2 separate regions of the Zea mays genome follow, and region 1 is linked to region 2. Evidence: chromatin contacts called from public Hi-C data. All regions are on one chromosome and are shown on one strand. The core of a region is the stretch at or near the end of the contact, and the rest is flanking DNA. Distances in the headings are between cores, read along the strand shown. Region 1 holds the start of LOC100275584 (putative protein of unknown function (DUF668) domain family protein). Region 2 holds the start of LOC100382467.

What was found. A called contact is a pair of places that touch in the nucleus more often than the background predicts.
Region 1: a contact with region 2 is called in a Hi-C map of tassel, with 2.2 times the contacts expected there. The contact joins the promoter of LOC100275584 here to the promoter of LOC100382467 in region 2. A contact is called at or near these places in 2 of 25 Hi-C or Micro-C datasets (ear and tassel).

Annotation. Positions count from the first base shown.
Region 1 is chr10:120,162,179-120,166,869 of Zm-B73-REFERENCE-NAM-5.0, reverse strand. LOC100275584 (putative protein of unknown function (DUF668) domain family protein) reads left to right here and starts at 3,080. Exons shown (of 13, transcript NM_001149635.2): 1 at 3,080-3,667; 2 at 3,789-4,093; 3 at 4,311-4,636. The coding sequence starts at 3,646.
Region 2 is chr10:119,596,269-119,601,248 of Zm-B73-REFERENCE-NAM-5.0, reverse strand. It overlaps LOC100382467, which reads right to left and starts at 3,137. Exons shown (of 5, transcript NM_001175207.1): 1 at 2,970-3,137; 2 at 911-2,841; 3 at 1-175. The coding sequence starts at 2,796.

The sequences.
Region 1 (4,691 bases), core at 1,831-4,330, 570 kb before region 2:
ACGGTACGGATATTATCCGACTATCCGACCGTCCGAAGAGGCTAATTATTCGGTTGGATAGTTTTTTTTGGATATCCGCAAAATTTTCGGATTTCGGATTCGAATTCGGATAGTACAGTTCGGATATCGGATACAAATATGATATGACTGATATCCGTCGGATTTCGGATATCCGGATATCTTCTCGGATAACTGTCCAGATTTCATATTTCGGATATCTGGACATCTACCCAGATATCTTACCAGATTTCAGATATTCGGATAGTTACATGTGGAATCGCCCTAAATATCCAAGTTTCAACATAATCAATACTTCACTTTATCATTTTCATATGGGGATTTGAGGTTATGTTCTTATATAATGTTTATTGTTCCTGGTAACATATTTGCAATTTTTGGTCGATAGTGGAATATTTTATGAATTTAAATGCATTTTGATAATTTTCTATAGAAAAAATTATAATAATACACAAATAGTCTCAAAAAATCATGAAATTTGACGGAGGAGCAATATATGTCCATATAGCATCCACAAAAATGTTTAGGCCATAAAATCTAAACATTGCCAACATTTCTTTCAATTCACTTTCACTTGTTACGTGAGTTACATGTGATATCACCTTAACTATCCAAATTTTAACATAATCAATACTTCATTTTATCATTTTCACATAGGGACTTCATATTATCTTTAATAGAATGTTTATTGGTCCTGGTAACTTATTTGCAATTTTTTGGTAGACACTAGATTATTTTATGATTTTAATTACATTTTGATGATTTTTTGTAGAAAGAAATTAATAATACACAAATAGCCTTAGAAATTCATAAAATTTGACGGAGGGTTAACATTTGTCTACATAAAATTCTAAAAAAATGTTTGGGCCATAAAGTCCATAAGATGCCAGTGATTCTTTTCATTTTCTTACACTTGTTGTGTGAGTTACACGTGAAATGAGCTTAAGTATCCAAGTTTCAACATAATCTTTACTTCACTTTCTCATTTTCATGTAGGGACTTGAGGTTATCTTCTTATGGAATGTTTATTAGTTTTGATAACTTATTTACAATTTTTTGTCGATACTATAATATTTCATGGATTTAAATGCATTTTGATGATTTTCTGCAAAAAAGAAATTAATAATATGCAAATAGTCTCAGGAATTCACGAAATTTGGCGTATGAGTAGCATATGTCCATATAGCATCCTCAAAAATGTTTGAACCATAAAAACCACAAGATGTCATCAATTATTGCATTTTCACTTATTTGTGAAACCCGTAATGATTACAACCACCATAATAATAAGTGAAACCACATATCATAATAACACGTGAAACCACATATCATAGTTCTCAATATTTTATGAATTTAATTGCATTTTAATGATTTTCTACATAAACAAATTAATAATACTCAAAATATCCTTAGAAATTCATGGATTTTTATGGAGGTGTAGCATATGTGCACATATAATCCTATAAAATGTTTGGACTAAAGGAGGGGCTAAATGATTATAACATGATATGTGTGGAATGATGTCTTACACGATATCCGACAAAAATATTCGTTACCGACGCTATCCGTGTCCGATTAGCTCCGTATTCGATCCACGACTATCCGTATTCGTATTCGAGAACATCCGTATTTGTATTCGTATTCGAATTCGAATCCGACTAAAAATATGAAAACAAATATGATTTTATTGATATCCGTCCATATTCGATCCGATTACACCCCCTAATGACAAGACTCGTCTTGTTGCTTACCGTCGATGGTGACTTGTGTTGTCTGTATTTGTTCTCCTTGTCCTAGTTCTCTCGTGCCCAATATTTATTTGCTCATGTTATATAAGTGGGTTATTGTTGACACAGTTGTTTTAGTTAGTACTCGAATATTTATCGCTGACTAATTAATTTTTGAACTAAAACATGCGTTTTTATCAATATTGTTGTTGCCGGTAGTGTAGTCATAGTCGTTTGTAGTTGTTACGATTATTGTTGTTGTTTTTCTATTATACCTAGTTTGGGCAACCTTTTCTTTATCAATATAATTAACAGCTCTATATGTAATTCGTTTTTTTTAAAAAAAAATAGAGCTATGTGGATGGATTGTAAACAGACCGGCGATTATATTAATAATGATGAAATATAGTAGGTGGTACGATTACAAAATTATATAATGACGAGGAGATTGTGTTTCACACCGGTCCGAAAAGACAAATGCGTCACCTAACCCCTAATCACGTCATTGATATCTAATTAATTGTATCTCTAACACGTCAACGGATATAACATTGTTTGATCCGGTATGGTGATTATAGTAGCAAGCACTCCATTCATCTACAAAAAAAATATAATAATGATATTCGTATCAATCAAATTGATTTAAGTTTAACTAAATTTATAATAAAAAAGTATTGACATTTATATCTCCAATAACTTTTTAGTATAAATACATATTTTATAATTAGTCTAATAATATTTATTTAGTATTTCTATATAGCTTTAGTGAAAATTTAAATTGTGGGATTTAAAAAAAATAAGAATTACATTTTTTTACGTAGTGAGTACAACTATACTACTTCTGAAACGATATGCCAAGAAGAAAATTAAAACGGCCATTTTAGGCCAATAATGTGATACTAATAACTTTATATCTGTTTGAAAAGCTGCCTGGTCGTCGAGGCAGCCAATCCAGGCTTTCGTCTGGCTCAAGAGTCAAGCCACCATCCAAACAATGCCCACGAGTTTTTTTCAACCAAAAAAATTAAACCAACCGGTGCAGGAACAGGAACGTGCCCCCCACTCCGTAGCTGTCACTGTCGGCAGCAAGCGGCCAGCGGGTGAGAGCTGAAAAGCGAGCTAGATTCGTCAGCAACCTGCAGGCCCGGGCCGGCCAGCCAGATCCATCCTCCTCATGCCGGCCGGCGGCGACCCAGCGCGCGCGCGGTTGGCGTTTCCAAGCGTGCGACCGCACACGCGCGCCCGTAAAAAAAAAGAAAAAGAAAAATCAGGGTCAGCGCGTGGACTCGGCCCTAGGGAAGGATTAGGAGTGATCGAAATCGAATCGGCGGCCACCCGGCACCCTGCCCGCCTGTCGACACTGTCGGGTCCGGTTGGTGCCCCAGCGAAAAGCAAAAGAAATACTACTACCGGAAGAAACTGCCTCCTCCTCTCCTCGCTTCTCTCTTTGGAGGCAGGCGCAGGCGGGCGAGTGGTCCGGTACACCTCTAGCTGCAGATCCCAGCTCGCGCGGTCCAGCAGGCCAGCACTAAGCTCCCTCCCTCCTGTCCACCTGGACAGCGCGCCCGATCGTGAATCGTCGCTTGCTCTGGAGAAAGCTTGCATTTTTTTTTCGTTTCTTCTTCTTCTTCTTCTTCTTCTTCTTTTTTTTTTTGCTTCGCATCCTTTTTTCCTGGCGCGGTTTCCTTTGTACGGGAAATTTTCGGTTGGTGCGGTTGGTTGGTCATTTTCCCGCACCTTCTCTTTGGTTCTTGCTCGAGAGCGCCATCTTTCCTGCTACCCGTTGACTCGGGCGGGCATTCCGTCGAGCACCTTCCGTGCGGTGTGGGGAGCGACGGTTCCTGGTTTCTCGGGGACGTTCCTTGATGCCGCTGTTGTGTCAGGCGCAGGATTCTAGCGGATGGAATGCCACAGCTGGTACGGTATGTGATGCTTTCGCTGTCCTGGACTCCTAGGTGCCTCTCCTTTTTTTTTTGTTGGTAAACTAGGCTGGATTGAATTTATTGGAGAATTTGGCTCATGTCGATTTCTGTTGTTCCGCAGCGCTGAAATCAAGAAGATCTGTAGCGATCGCTGGTGCGGGGTTTGAAGATGCTGCAGAAGGCGCCAGCGATCTTGGTGACACGATGAGTCTTGCACGCAAGCAGAAGGTTGTCAAGGAAACAGTGGAGATGGAGGAGGAGCAGGAGTTTGTTTGGAAATCTAACCTGCTCCCCTACAAGGATGATGATGCCTTCGTTCTTCCTGAGAGTAGCAAGGAGGAATACGCATCAACATCAGGAGACACAGCTCCGTCTGGCAAAATGGACCCCAGGATAGAAAGGTCTGGAAGCAATGGGACAAGCAAGGCAAGTGGTGGACAGAAAGTCAATTGATTTTCATTTCGCATATAATGTTTAGCTAAATTAGTGACAAGCGAACATTTTTAAGATTTTCAGCTTTAATTCACGTTACATCTGTGAGCGAATACATGCCAATTACTTAACCTATATTGCTTAATTTTAGCTTAGCCACGTGACTGAAAGCAAATGTGTGGTGTCCTGAAATCCTTACCTTTCATAGCAGGTCCCTAGACTGGGTTCCATGCTTGGGACAGCCAGCATGGCTGGATTTGGCAAGGCAGTGGAGATTCTAGACACGTTAGGCTGCTTGATGACGACCTTGAGCTCAGATGGTGGCTTTGTTTCCAGGACCAAGACCAAAGGATGCAAGATATCAATTCTTGCTTTTGAGGTTGCCAACACAATACTTAAAGGTGCTAGTATTATGCAATCTCTCTCGGAAGACACTGTCACATACTTCAAACAGGTTGTGCTTCCTTCCGAAGGTGTGCAGAATTTGGTTTCCAGTGAGATGAGTGAACTGATGCGAATTGCAGCTAACGACAAAAGGTACCCTGGAAGATTATTCTCAGTTACCATGGTGGCTTTCTTATCGTCTTTGGCC
Region 2 (4,980 bases), core at 1,888-4,387:
ACCATTTAGGTTCATCCCACCTTGAAGTTCTGTTTGTATTGATTGGTAGCATGACATATCAGCACCAAGGTAATCTGAAATTGCAAGGCTATAACCATCTGGGATACCATGTAGAGCATCGTTGTTTGCCGGAGGGTTCATCGAGCCCTCCATGCTAGAATATACCATCTCACCTCTGATTGACAGCAGATTGTATTAGTACACAAAAATGAATCAGATTTAACATATGTGGCCAGATGCCACAGGGGATAAAGAAGCATGTCCAGTAAATATTGTACCCACAGTTAACTAATGCATAGATTAACAAGGGCAGATATGGCTGCTCCATATTACCAGTGCACCATGCAGAAATAACTGGCATGGACCAATAATAATTAGATTAGATTGAAAGACACTGATCCATCCTCAACACTGCTATGACAGTTTCTAAAATCAAAATGCATGCTAGCCAGAAATCTGTAACAAATCTGGTCAATGTTCTTAAGGATATAATTTGATTGCCACTACAGCCCAAAGCCCGGAATTAATTCATGTTCCATACTTCCAATTCCAGTAGTAGCTATGAACAGGTTTCATGTTTTCCTTGAATGAAAATAAATGTGAAAATGAATACCATGCTATTGACTATCTGACATAATGGCAGATTTGCTTCCAATCAGTCATAAACCAACTAGTAGCATGATAGCTGCCGACCTTGTTTGCCAACATCACTTTTTTTTAGAAATAACTTGTAGCTACCACTCATAATTTCTATTACAAAAAACCTAAAGTTAACTAGTCCAAAACAAATTTCACATGGTCATAGGGCTCTGATTCCCAGTATTTTATCAACACATAATATTTAATGAAAACAAAACACTCTCCATGACTCTATATATTCTTTCACCAGGATGAAACAGCAGAGACTCACTTTGACTTTGAAGTGTCACAAGCACCAGCTTCAATTGGTGAGTCATCTTCGATATCAATAACTTGAACTGCCTTGTTTGCCAACAGAAATGGGGTACATGTATCAGTATTATTTGGATTGTTACCAAGAGCTGTTCCAAGGTCAATTTGTTGATTATCTTGTAGGTCCACTGAACATCTAGCAGTGAAGCTTTGGCCTAAACGAGGGTCACCTCGCATGTCGGCAACCTCTGGACTACCAACCAGGTTGAGATCACGTATTTTAAATGAGCTAGACTGGCCAAGCTTTTCCTCTTCTATTGTAACAGCATCTTCTGCTTTGATGTTAGGTGATAACTCTGAATCAACTGTCTTCCCTTTATCGGGTGGATCAATCAACACTTCATCTTGTGGCGGGGTATCTAAATTGTAGATTTGTATTCCTTTTTCCACTTGCAAACTGAAGTTATTCTGACAAGAAGCAAATGTAGGAGACAGTTCATTAGTCTCATTATTATCCTCAACTTCATAATGTCGAGGGATGTTCTTCTGCTCTTCCATTTCCTCAGTTTCACCTTGTGTTTCCTTTTCATGGAATGCCATTGATTCCGCCACTTGATTGCAGATATTAATTTCTTCAGCACGTTCTTGGTCTTGACCAACGAGCTCGTCTTTACTGTTTTCCTCAATATTAGTTATGGAATTGGTGTTAGCTTCTCTATCAATTGCCATCTGGGACATTTCTTCAGGAGTAACTGGATTGACCAGTTCGGACACATCAATTTCTTTTTGAGCTGGTTCAACATTCCTGTTTGCAAGCACTGATCGTGGTCTTGTTGGAACTCTTGCAAAATTACAATAATTTAGCAAATTTCCAACATCATTAGGCAAATTGTTCTCCATAATGGAGACCTCTTCTGACGTTGTATCATCTTCAGCCTTCTCATGCGAAGTACTGCCATCTTCAACCTTGCCATTCAGAACACCACTATCTTCAGGCCTCCCATCTGAGACCTTTTCACCTGAGGATACTGGCAAATGTTTTGTCTCTAACTCTTGAACACCATCAGAAGAATCATTGTTGCTATTATCTTCACCATTCAAAGCTTGCTCGACTACATCTGAATTAGACACCACACTATTCTCCTGCATTTTGCTTGCCTCATTTTCATCCTTCGCCTCTTGCGAAGCATCAGCTTTCTGCTGGACATTGCTGTTAGAACTAGCCTTTGACCCAGTATCCTCCAGCTCCGACTCCCCCATCGCCTCCACCTTCGATGATGGTCCCTCCCCAGCCACCCCTGACACCCTACTGCCAACCTCGTCAATCCCACCACTGCTTCGGCGCTCCCGTTTGAACCCAGGAGCCCCATTGTCATCATCGTCATCATAACTCCGGATATCAGAATACCGCCTGTTCCTCCCCCTATCCTTTGCCCAATCTGAATACCTATTGTCAGCCCCAAATTTCCTTTTCCCCCTTCTATTGTAGTTACTACTGTTGCTGCTACTGTAGTCACCACCACGGTTCCGCCGCGAGCTGGCATTACGAATACCACACTCATCATCGACCTGCCGCCGGCCATTCCTGGCCCCGTGGTAAGCTTGGGCTTCCAAAGTCACGGAAAGCGGAGGCGGAGGAGGAAGCTGGCCCCACCCTCCAGGGACGACTGTCCCGCTGCGTTGCTGCAGGGAGCCCGGTGGGAGCACGCCCTTCGCCAACAGGTACTCGGCAGCGAGGCGGCCTGCCTCCATGAGCACCTCATACTTGTTCTGCAGCGGCAGAGACAGCGCCGCCGACGGGAGGGGAGACGGCGGGTAGAACTGCTTCCGTCCGCGGCTGTAGGCGCCGCCGCCGCGCGCGAATGGCGGCATGCGGCTTCGACTGCCAGCGTGCTGGTACTGCATCCTCGAGGACTGGTACCCGGATCGCGGCGGAGGCAAGCTCACGCCCTGCTGGTGCGCCCAATCCATTCCCGAATCCCGAGCGGTGGCGGAATCAGATGCGGCGAGAGCAAGTCAAGCAAACAAAATCGGAGACGAGGAATGGACAAAATAAACTGAGGGCGTGCGAATCGAACCCTAGGGCCTAGGCGCGACGAGGTCTCAGGAGTTGGCGGCAGCGGCGAGGTCGCCGGCGGTGACCATCGGAGCCGCGTCAAACGGAGTCAGGGTTGGCGTCACTGAGAATTACAAATTTCGCTGTTTCTTCTTTTTGAGAGAAAATGGGAAAAAGTTTGAGAGTGATCTGTGAGAACAGTTCGATGTTTCGTAGTAGTCAAGAAGTTTGTTTCCTTTCTGCTTTTTTTCTGGTCGGTCGTTGCGGTTGGGGCGAGCTTTGGGGTCACACGTGTTCTCTTATCGCGACAGTGGATGTGGTTGTTGGGAGACAGACAGGTGGGCCAGAGACTGCTTTGGTCGGTTTGTCAGTAGAGAATGGATCATCTGTGTGCAGATTGCGATTCGGATCAGGGTTAGGTTGCACACGTTTAGGGCTTGTTCAGTTTCATTGTAATCTATATGGATTGAGCAAGTTAAAAAAAATTATAATATTTTTCAATCTCTTTCAATCTATGAATTATAAGAATAATCGAACAAGATCTTAAAAAGTGTAACACACTGATTTTTAGGCTAACACTCGAACGATTGCAGATCAAACATCCAATTGTTCCTAGTTTCTCAATTGGGTTCCCTTGTTTTTAGCTTATGGCCACTAGCTTTTGGACTTTTTATAATCCAAACAATCCCATAAGCCAAAACCCAAAAGCCTAAAAGTTCATCCTAGTTAGCTTTTGATTCTTAGTTTTCCATAGTTTTTCACTTTTAAATGGCCCGAAAGCTGAAATACAACGAGAAGCTGAAACAAACGACCCAAAAACATCTCGACCCACTTCCAATCCCCACTCTAAAAAATATAGTTTAACTAATTTGGAAGCTCTACCAATCCTCTAATCCCATTTCTCAACTCCTAAGGTTGTTTCCAGCCGATCATGTATACAGTCATACAAAATATCGTTTATAGAATGAAATTTAAAATAAGAGATATGATAGGATGGATAAGTTGTTAGAGATAGTCTAATAAAGTCAACCACGCGATAAGAGAAAAGGAGAAATCATTCTTGCAAACTTCGATATAGGTGTGGAAATGAACCAAGCTAAGTTTGATTTGGCTCGTGGCGGCTCTGTTAAGTGGCGAGCTAAGCTCCTGTAAAACATGTGAGGGCATTTGGGGATTCTCAGTTAGTTGTCCAGTAAATTTTAGAGAAATATCAATGTTCAGATGACACTTTAAATAGTCATAATCCGTTCTTTTGATGAATTCGATATTCGACATATATCCAGAGCTGAGAATTGCAGAGCTAATAATTTGACGCAAGATACATCAGGTTATTGAATAAAGCGAGGGAGATTTCACAATTCTGAAAGTCTCATAACCGGCTGCGCCAAATTCCCATGTCGCGGACCGTCCGAGCAAGGAGTCCGGACTGTTCGACGGTACCAGGGATGTCTCCTTAATCAATTCGGCTAACAATATAGCCGATGCAATTGATTGTAGGACGCCTATAATTAATTACCTACGTAATTCGAGTGTTAGGATAGACAGTAATGTTTGACGTACAACTTTCAAATATATATTAATTGATAATAAACTTTATCGCCAAACTGTTGACGATGTCCTACTTAAATGCTTGTGTCCAGATGATGCTATCTTAGCTATGGCCGAAGTGCATGAAAGGATTTGTGGTACTCATCAGTTGACTCCAAATATGAAGTGGTTGGTGAGAAGATCTAGTTTCTATTGGCCTCACATGATAGCTGATTGTCAAGTTTGTCGGAAGTTCAGTGACGTGCAGCTAGTCCCTGTAGCCGAACTAGACCCTATTGTCAAACATTGGCCCTTTAGGGGGTGGGGTTTGGACTTTATAGGAGAAATTCATCCTTCGCCATTAAAAGGACATCAGTTTGTGTTGTTTGTCACATATTACTTCACCAAATGGACTGAAGTCGTTGATCTGAAGAACATGACACATAAGGAGGTAATTGAGTATGTAATCAAGCATATCATTCATAGATTCGACATTCCCCGAACTT